Linked DNA regions of Mus musculus: region 1 is linked to region 2. The links are chromatin contacts, called in public HiChIP or PLAC-seq maps. All regions are on one chromosome and are shown on one strand. Each heading gives the region's core, a stretch centred on a gene start, on an enhancer-like site or on the middle of the called end of the contact. The rest is flanking DNA. Distances are from core to core; before and after follow the strand shown.

Region 1 (4,528 bases), core at 747-3,246, 240 kb before region 2:
GTTTAGTGTTGAGAAGGCTATATATAGATTTTGGTCTCAAATTTATAATCAAGCAAATGGTAAGAGAATTACTTAGTATTTTATGTGCATGGTAGAATGTGTAGTTAAAATACTTACAATGTAAGATAAAATACTTATGGAATTATTTGTTGGTGAAATCTCTTCCATGCAATAGAAAAGCAATCTGAGCACCAGAAGCGCGTTTTGCTGCATAGCTCTTTGACACAGTGAGATACTCTGTCTCACTTCCGCCAGCTATCCAGACACTCTACCACCCAGAGGCAACCCACCTCAGGATATTTTTTCTTTAAAAAAAGATTTACTCCATTTTTGTAAATATTTGTGCATGTGTGTGTCTGTGTCTACCACATGTATGGGTGCCCACAGAGACCAGAGAGGACATGACAGGCTCCCTGGAGCTGTAGTTACAATGGTTAGAAGGCATCTGATAAGGGTAATGGGATCTGAACTCAGGTCCTCGGTTCTGGAAGGATAAACAGGCTCTGAACTGTTGAGCCATGTGTCAGAGAAACTTGACTATAACAGTAGTGGACAGTGTATAGTTAGCAGCATAAACAAAGCCTCAAGCATGTAAACAGCTTGGTTAATAAAGCAATAACCAGCAAACAATAGGTAATAACAGGAAAGGCTACATGGTATGGATGATACATACTTAATATTTTAGCAAAATAATAAAAGGCTTTCAACTCCTTGAAGATTCAAGAGCTCCTAATTTATTAGTTAAGTAGTTTTGAGCACTCACTAAAGATAATTTAGGAAGACAGTAACTAGCTTTTAACATTTCCCATTTATTTTCAATTGATAATATTTCTAAACTATAGTAAAAACAAATTACATAGAGACAGAAAACATTTTGTTCCTTTTTTGAGATAGGTTCTCACTTGTAGCTCAGGCTAACCTCCCTTGTTCAAAAGTGCTGAGATTATAGGACTTTTTATTATTATATTAGCAAATTATTTCTCTATCAAATTGCTATAAAAGTTTCTAAGTAATAGAAGTCTCTGGGTGGTGTCCTGGATTAGTGAAATGTTCGTGGTGAGAGCATTAGTCTGGGTATCACGTTTCCAGCAGCCCTGCCTCAGAGCAGTCAGCATCCGGATGAGGACAGACCAGTGGGAAGTGTTTTCTGGAGAATTATGACCTTGCGAAGTTAATGGGGTGAAAGACATGGATTCTAAAGACATTTGGAAGTGTGAAGGAAGGCACATAGATAATTGGATGCGGCTTTAAGCTTGAGTGGGGAAAAATGCAGAGGCAGGAACAGGAACAGATTGGGGGGAAAAGCAGCTAGGTTGTTTATATCAAAAAGTCTGCATTTATGCCCTGGCGGTGCTGCTAGCTCACATCTTTGAATCCAGCACTCGGGTGGCAGAGACAGGAGGATCTCTAAGTTTGAGGCCAGCCTGGTCCACAAAGTGAGTTCCTGTACAGCCAGGGCCAAACAGAGAACCATGTCTTGAAAAACAAACAAACAAATAATCAATCTACATTAGAGCATGATTTTTTTCCTGTTTTTGTCTCATTCTGTAGCCCTGACAGTTAACCTTTTTATTTTTTAAAGATTTATTTATTATTATATCTAAGTACACTGTAGCTGTCTTCAGATGCATCAGAAGAGGGCATCAGATCTCATTACGGATGGTTGTGAGCCACCATGTGGTTGCTGGGATTTGAACTCAGGACCTTTGGAAGAGCAGTTGGTGCTCTTAACCACTGAGCCATCGAGCCAGCCCCCAGGCAGTTATCTTGCCTCGACCTAAGTGACATTTGCAGACATGACACTAATTTATTATAGTTCATAATTTGAGTTTACGTACTCAGATGCATTTGGAGTAGTTTCCTGCTAGCAGCTTGAATGCACCACCGCAGCTGCTTACAGTGAAAATAGACGACCAAGAGCATTTTACAGTCCTCTCACTTGTTGTTGCAGTAACTGTTGTTGGGCACTTGGCCAGGAAACTGTGACTCCTAAGCAAAGGGAGGAGTTACAGATGCAGTTCACCATTGCCAGAGAAATTCTATTCCAAATGGATTTGTGTGGAGCAACAGTGATATCCAATGACAAGTTAAATTAGACACAGAGGTGTTTTCTCCCACACTGTCTCAGAAGATACATGGTGTGAGGGGGCCTGGCTCGGGCTAAACAGTCTTTTAGAAATTAGGTTAACATCACACACACTCAAAAATTGTTTTAGGGATTTTAAGAAGAATCTTGTTATGTGACTTCAGAAACTACTTTACCCAGATAGTTTCAGTTTGCCAAACGGAAACCAGTGACAGATGAGGTAATTTTGCTTTGAATTATAGTCAGATCCAAACCAGAGGTTTGCTGTTTACAGAATTTCAAATATAATAAGTTGCATGTTTATGTTAAATCTTAGACTCTTAGATCCCTATTCTTAAAGCACATTGTAGTAATGGTTTTATTTCTTGCAGCTAATATCTGTACCTGAATGGAATTTTGCCTTACTGCTGTGGGATTTGATAGTAAATATTGCTAAAGGTGTTTTTACTGGAGTCTGTGTTTAGTTTTACAATGTTCCTGTGTATGTATCTCCTAGAAATTGTGAGTGTCAGCTCACAGCTCTTATCTGTGGGAATTCTGGATGATAGTTGGATTTATGATTCTGATTTATAATTGGATGCCTAGTTTAGCCATAACATTTTGGGTGATAATTACATGTTTTAAAGCATGCTTTTAATTTTTACAGATATGTTTATGCTCTTGAACATAGGTGAAATTATTCTGCTAGTTAATAGTTTAGTAAGACCATAGTAAGCTGGCACGGGCAGATCTGCAGAAAGGTCCTGGTATTTGTAGAGAAATTTGATTTTTCCCAAGTATGTAAATTTATTTGTTTTGAAATATGTGGGTCAGTGAGCTTGCTTTTCCGTTAATATCTTGTAGTTGACACAATATCTTACACTTCATTTAATTTGTAAACTCGGTGGGGAATGGCCATTAGTCTCAAGCTGAGAGATAAGTGTCTGTTGAAGTCTGTCCTGAGATATGTGAGGTCAGGGTTACATTTTCTCCTGTGCCAAAGGTTTCTCGTTCAGCCTTGGGTATTTGTGTATTTGTAAAGCTTAGCACATACATGCAGGAACTGTGTTTGGCTTAGTTCTCTGTAACAGTTGTTCCTTTGCTTATTACAGCTTAGCTTACACAGCAAATTAGATTTCATTTCTGTATACCTCCTTCTATGTTCATAGTTTATGTTAGGGAAAGAAAAGGAAAGCTGAGACTATAGGTGAGGTTTTCACATAAAGATCACCACAGAAGTGAGGGCATAGGAGTGATGCTCTCTTAAGTTTAGGAGGTGATTCTACGATTTAGAGTACTTGCTTTGAATGAAAAGGAAAGGATATTTGATGCAAGTTTCTCAAATGTATTTTTCCTAATTAAAATGTTTTATTAATATATTGTGTGTTCATGTTTGCGTGCAAATGTTTGTATGTGGGAACTCATGCCACCGCAGGCACTTGGAGAGGTCAAAGGACAACTGAGCGAGTGAGTTCTCTTCTTTGATGGTCCTAAGACTGAACTCAAGTCTCCATGCTTGGCAGCAAGAACTTTTACCCACTTGCCAGATCTTATTTTCTAATCTTAAGGACATACAAAGTTTTGTAGCTCTGACTATTCCCAAAGGATATTCTGTGATATTTGTCACAAAATGAGATGTGTATTCTAGCACACATCGGTAAATGTGTTGATGGAGTAGATAATGTGATTAGTCAACTCAGAGAGGAGTGAGACATGTGACTTGATGGATATTTAGCCATGGTTATTTTGGCAAAAATAGATTTTCTTATTCCTGAAATATGTTATTCCCAGCATTAGCAAGGGTACCCTGCTCTTGCTGTCTTTTCAAAATGTGTCTACTTTGAAAGATTTCCGTGGCTATGCAGGTGCAGCCTTTTTTTCCTCCCCTGACCAAGAAAAGAGCTTTGCTTTGCGACATTTCTTTTATGTTAGTGTCTTCCCTGCTACTTCAGCTGCATCTAAAGCCAGCTAACATCTGTTTTCTATCAAAATTGAAACTGCTTTTTAAAAATTACGTTGTTCTGGACCTATTTCTTAAGATGTGTGACGTGGAAGAGCAATCTTCCTCATCCCCTTGCTGCCTGTGTTAGCTGAGGTATTTTAGGCACATCAGCTGTTACAGCTCTGAGCAGGGCTTCATCCAGTTGGCCCCTTGTCTCTTGAAAAGCCTCAGCTGTAGTAGCTTTCGGTTTTTAGAGTTAGAACCATTATTTTGTGTCTTTCTCCTGTGTTGTTTTCAAAAGGATTTATGTAGGCGGGGATTGTCAGTCATCAGGTAGATTTTGCTCTCCGTGAAAAAGCAGGGTAAAACCTGAGGGGAGGATCACTGTGGTATTTGGAGCTAAGTAGCTGTGTGTGTGTGTGTGTGTGTGTAGCAGTTGTTGCTTTGTGATGTTTGCTTTTCTAGCACCTCAAACTACTAGAAACAAAGAACTAAAACAGAAAGGTTAGGGGAGGCGCCAC
Region 2 (4,338 bases), core at 1,402-3,901:
GTGCGCCACCACGCCCGGCTTCCACTGCCTTTTCTATATAAGCTTCACGACTGGGCTACTTAGCTCAGTGATAGAGCGTCTGCCTCCCACCGAGTAGGCTCTGTGTTCAATCATCACGACCAACACTATGACCACCAAAAATACCAAGCTTCCCCAGTACTTAGATTTATTTGACCCCTGGAAACTGGAACAGTTCCTGGAACACAGCAGACATTTGAAATTATTTGTTAAATGAAAGCTGTAAACAGAGAGTCACTATGATACACAGCCACCTCACAAACTAGGACAGGAAATGGCTGAGGTAATGTGCTACAGGTGCTGTGGAAGAAATCCAGTAAGGCAAAGTCTGGAGAGCTGTGAAATCGTGGGTCGAGCCTGTCTCAGAAATCAGGTTAACTTCAGTTTGGTTTAATCCATGCTGTTTAATGGGCTCACACTCAAACTCTCCGATAGGAGAAGATGCCTGTGTGAGAGACACATAGAACGATGAGGAACGGGAAGGAATGGGCTACTTCAGGGGCAACCAATGGTGGCAGTGATTTTTTTGGTAGCGTGTCCAACTAGTACCATGCAAAGGTAAATTCATTATGATGTTCAATATATACTAGATTTAAATATAATACCATCTCTTGCCAGGCGTGGTGGCGCACACCTTTAATCCCAGCACTCGGGAGGCAGAGGCAGGCAGATTTCTGAGTTTGAGGCCAGCCTGGTCTACAGAGTGAGTTTCAGGACAGCCAGGCTGGCTAAGCTAGAACTCACTCTGTAGACCAAACTCACAGAGCTCTGCCTGCTTCTTCCTCCCAATTGCGGGGATTAAGGACATGTGCTACTATACTTGGCTTTAAAAAAAAAAAGTTTAATTGCATTTATTTACTTAATCTGTGGAGGAGAGAAAAGGATGTGTGTACCATGGCTTCCACACTTGTGGAAGCTTGATGATAACTTTTCAAAGTTTGGTTTTTTTTTTCTTTCCACCATATGGGTCCCAGTTTCGGACAGAAACTTGGATGGTCCAGCTTGGTAGCACACACTTTGTCTTGCTGAGCTATTTTGCTGGCCCCAAACCCACCTTTAAAAAGTTTAAGCCTATTTATAGCATTTCTTCCCCCAATTTGTTTATCTAGAAGAATGTGTGTGCACATTTGTATGATGTATGCAACATTTTACATACACATACACTTTCTACAAAAGAAACAGAATCTAGAAATAGCAAAAAAAAAAAAAAAAAAAAAAAGAAAGGAAAGTCAACTTGACTGCCAACAAAAAACGACCCAGGAACTCTGTGCAACCATGATAAAGTGTCAAATGGTGAAACCATGATTTGCATAATTTATATCTGCAAAAAAAAAAGCAATATAACAATTCTTTAATTTCTTCAAACTTTCCCCTGACACAGATTCCTAAAAGCAACGTGTCAGATGGGACCACATGCAAAACATGTCACCAGAGATCATCAGGTCAGCAATGTCAACAGCTGTTATACAGTAAGGGCGAGCACTTCTTGTAATGGGATTTTTATTTTGTTTTGCAGCCACTGTCAGTGAAAGCCAGCTCTTGCTACACTGCAGGTTTAAAGTAATATAAGTCAGATGTTGTGAACATCCATGCACAGATCCAAAGGCCTGAGAACATAGTGTGTCATTATTGCAACTACATAGGAAAGCAGGTGCCGTTCCTATGAAAACTAAGTTGGAAACGGTAACCACTTGCCGAAGGGTTACTAAGGTAGGGGTTACTAAGGAAGGTGAAATTGGAAGTTTTCTAAGCAGTCCCTTCTGTATCCCAGGTCTCTTGAGAGCTCAGACTAAGGTGTGCCCATTAGGCACCGCCATACGTTTAATTTTCCATTAGTAAATACATACCAAAGACGAGGTCATTGCATCTCATATGCCCGTTTACCTGTCCATGAGCGTGTGAGTTGTCTCATGAGGAAAAGTGTATGAACATGTACGTGTCTTTGTGTGGGCACACGGTTTCTCTAGGGCAGATAACGACCTCAACAAGCAGCGTGTACGTGTCATCAAATCATTCCATTCATAGAATCGGATGGAGGATGGAGAAAGGGGGAGGAGATGGTAGGGCAAAAGAAAAAGCTTGTCTAGGAAACAGTGAAGAGCTTGGCCAGAAATATAAAGAATAAACCCACAAAGAGAGAGGTGTAAGAAATCTTGGAAGTTGAGGCCATCGCCAAGCCGAGATTCGAAAAGCGACTGATGTTCACTACAGACGCCCATGAACACAAACAGGCACTGTGTAGGAGCCGCAGCTCATCTGCCCGCCTGTGCTTCTCCCCTTCCCACCCATCATCTCTTCCAACTACAAGCATTCAACCTAAACTGAAGAAACTCACCCAGAATGCAACACGCGCCTGGGCCAAAAGCCTACACTCCCCAGGATGCAATGCGCCGCCTCTCCCGGAGCCAGCGCTGGGAGGAGGACTGGGCCCGGGGAGCCCACGCCCCGCTCACCTCGGAGCTCCGCGAGCCTTTCAGCACCTGCTTGGTGAGCGCGATTACATCGGTGCCACAGGTGTTCACCTTCTCCGTGAGAAGCCCCTTCACGGACTGACCAAATCGGGCTTGCGAATCCGGCGTCCCAGTCGCCATCACCTCAACTAGCGATCACCCGCAGCCGGACGACGGCGAGTCCCTGGGGCCAAAAGAGACGCAACCGTCCAATCGTGCGAAGAGGAAGGACCGCATGCGCTTAGCTCAAACTGCTTACTAAAATTACTTAAAATGTTCAGTTGATGGACATGGAAGGAGGATACCGTTTAGGCAGGCTACCCTGGAGGGGATAGAATATAATTTAGGTGAATCTCTAGTTTAGAGTCAGAAGATCTGGATAGCATCCCAAGGAGTGATGTGGCTACAAATTACTCAACCCCTGTGTCTTCTGTTATCTGTTTTAGGGCCAGCACTGCGTTACCTAGGCACATTAATACAACTCTGTCAGAAGTTCAGGGTCTTTCTTGGCTGTATAGCAAGTGGAGGCCGACCTGTGATACATGAGACCACATCTATAAAATAAAATATCTATAAAATAAAATAGAGACCCTGTTCAATTCTAACATATTTTATTGAAATTAGCAAAGGGCACAGGCCAAAGAAAATGAAATTCAAATGACTAAGGTAAAGAAATGTCAACATCATTAAATTCTGTGTGTGTGTGCGTATGTGTTTTCAAGACAGGGTTTCTCTGTGTAGTCCTGACTGTAGACTAGGCTGGCCTCAAACTCACGGAGATCCATCTATGTGTGCCACCACCACCTGGCTTTTTTTTTTTTTTTTAATCATTAGTAGTTTGTATTTATGAATAGCCTTTTAATTAAAACTCTGCTTATAATTACTTTGGAAGCAAGTCCTACTATGATGTTAGGTCCCTGGAGTATACCCTTTGAAGGGATATTGTGATCCTGGTCCCTTTTTGTCTCTCTTTCCATCCCGACCTTGGAGTGAACAACCCTCCACCACATGGTGCACTGTGGTGCCATAATCCCAAAGCAATGGAGTCAAATGATGTACACTGGGACCTCTGAAAGAAGTGGATAGCAATAGGAACTTGAAAATCCTAAATTGAGAGTCTGTAGAGGTTGGTTAAAAAAAAAAAGTTCATCCAAGAAAATTCTTGGGCTGGAGGATGGCTCACTGACTGCACTTCCAGAGGTCCTGAGTTCAATTCCCAGCAACCACATGGTGGCTCACAACCATCTGTAATGGGATCTGATGTCCTCTTCTGGTGCATCTGAAGGCAGCTACCGTGTACTCACCTAAATAAAATAAATAAATCTTTAAAAAAGAGGAAAAAGAAAAAAAATTCAAACAAAATTTTACTGTAGGTCAGCTCTGCTTTCTGTACATTTGTTTACTTATAGTTTATTTCTTATTTTTATTTTATTTATAAGTATGTGCCTGCCTATCTGTTTGTGTACCATGTGGACGCGTGTGCCTTTGAAGGCCAGAAGAGGGTGTTTGATCTGTGCAATCAAAGTTACAGACCTATGTGAGCTCTCCAGTGTGGGTGCAAGAAAGTGAACCCAGGACCTCTAGAAGAGCTGTCAGTGCTCTTAACCACTGAGTCATGTCTCCATCTTCAATTTTTTACTTTTATTTATTTATGTTCAAAACAGAGTCTCTCTATGTAGCCCTGGCTATCCTGGAACTCACTCTCTAGACCAGGCTGGCCTTGAACTCATAGAGATCCTCTTGCCTCTGCCTCTTAAGTGTTAGGATTAAAGGCATTTGCCACCACCACCTGGCAATTTATTTTTACTTGTGTGCATTTTTATGTGTGTGTTGGGGGAGGGGGAGTGGTTTGTGCACATGCCTGCAGGTG

What was found. HiChIP or PLAC-seq counts read pairs in DNA pulled down with a chosen protein or histone mark.
Region 1: a contact with region 2 is called in an H3K4me3 HiChIP or PLAC-seq map of bone marrow-derived macrophages, with 3 times the contacts expected there. The contact joins the enhancer-like site here to the promoter of Borcs7 in region 2. A contact is called at or near these places in 4 of 39 promoter capture datasets (cranial neural crest, embryonic stem cells and neutrophils), 1 of 115 datasets of contacts at active chromatin or transcription factors (bone marrow-derived macrophages) and 2 of 9 other capture datasets (liver and pancreatic islet).

What each region holds. Positions count from the first base shown.
Region 1 is chr19:46,926,814-46,931,341 of GRCm38.p6, reverse strand. The region is part of intron 2 of Nt5c2 (5'-nucleotidase, cytosolic II); the gene reads left to right. Among named protein-coding and RNA genes, the nearest start is that of Nt5c2, 33 kb to the left of the region's middle. Within about 2 kb of position 1,996, at least 49 of the 459 cell types and tissues checked have an H3K27ac peak or open chromatin away from gene starts, as enhancers often do. A contact at or near this core is called in bone marrow-derived macrophages and liver, where this site is marked.
Region 2 is chr19:46,688,219-46,692,556 of GRCm38.p6, reverse strand. It overlaps Borcs7 (BLOC-1 related complex subunit 7), which reads right to left and starts at 2,651. Exons shown (of 5, transcript NM_025563.3): 1 at 2,472-2,651. The coding sequence starts at 2,609.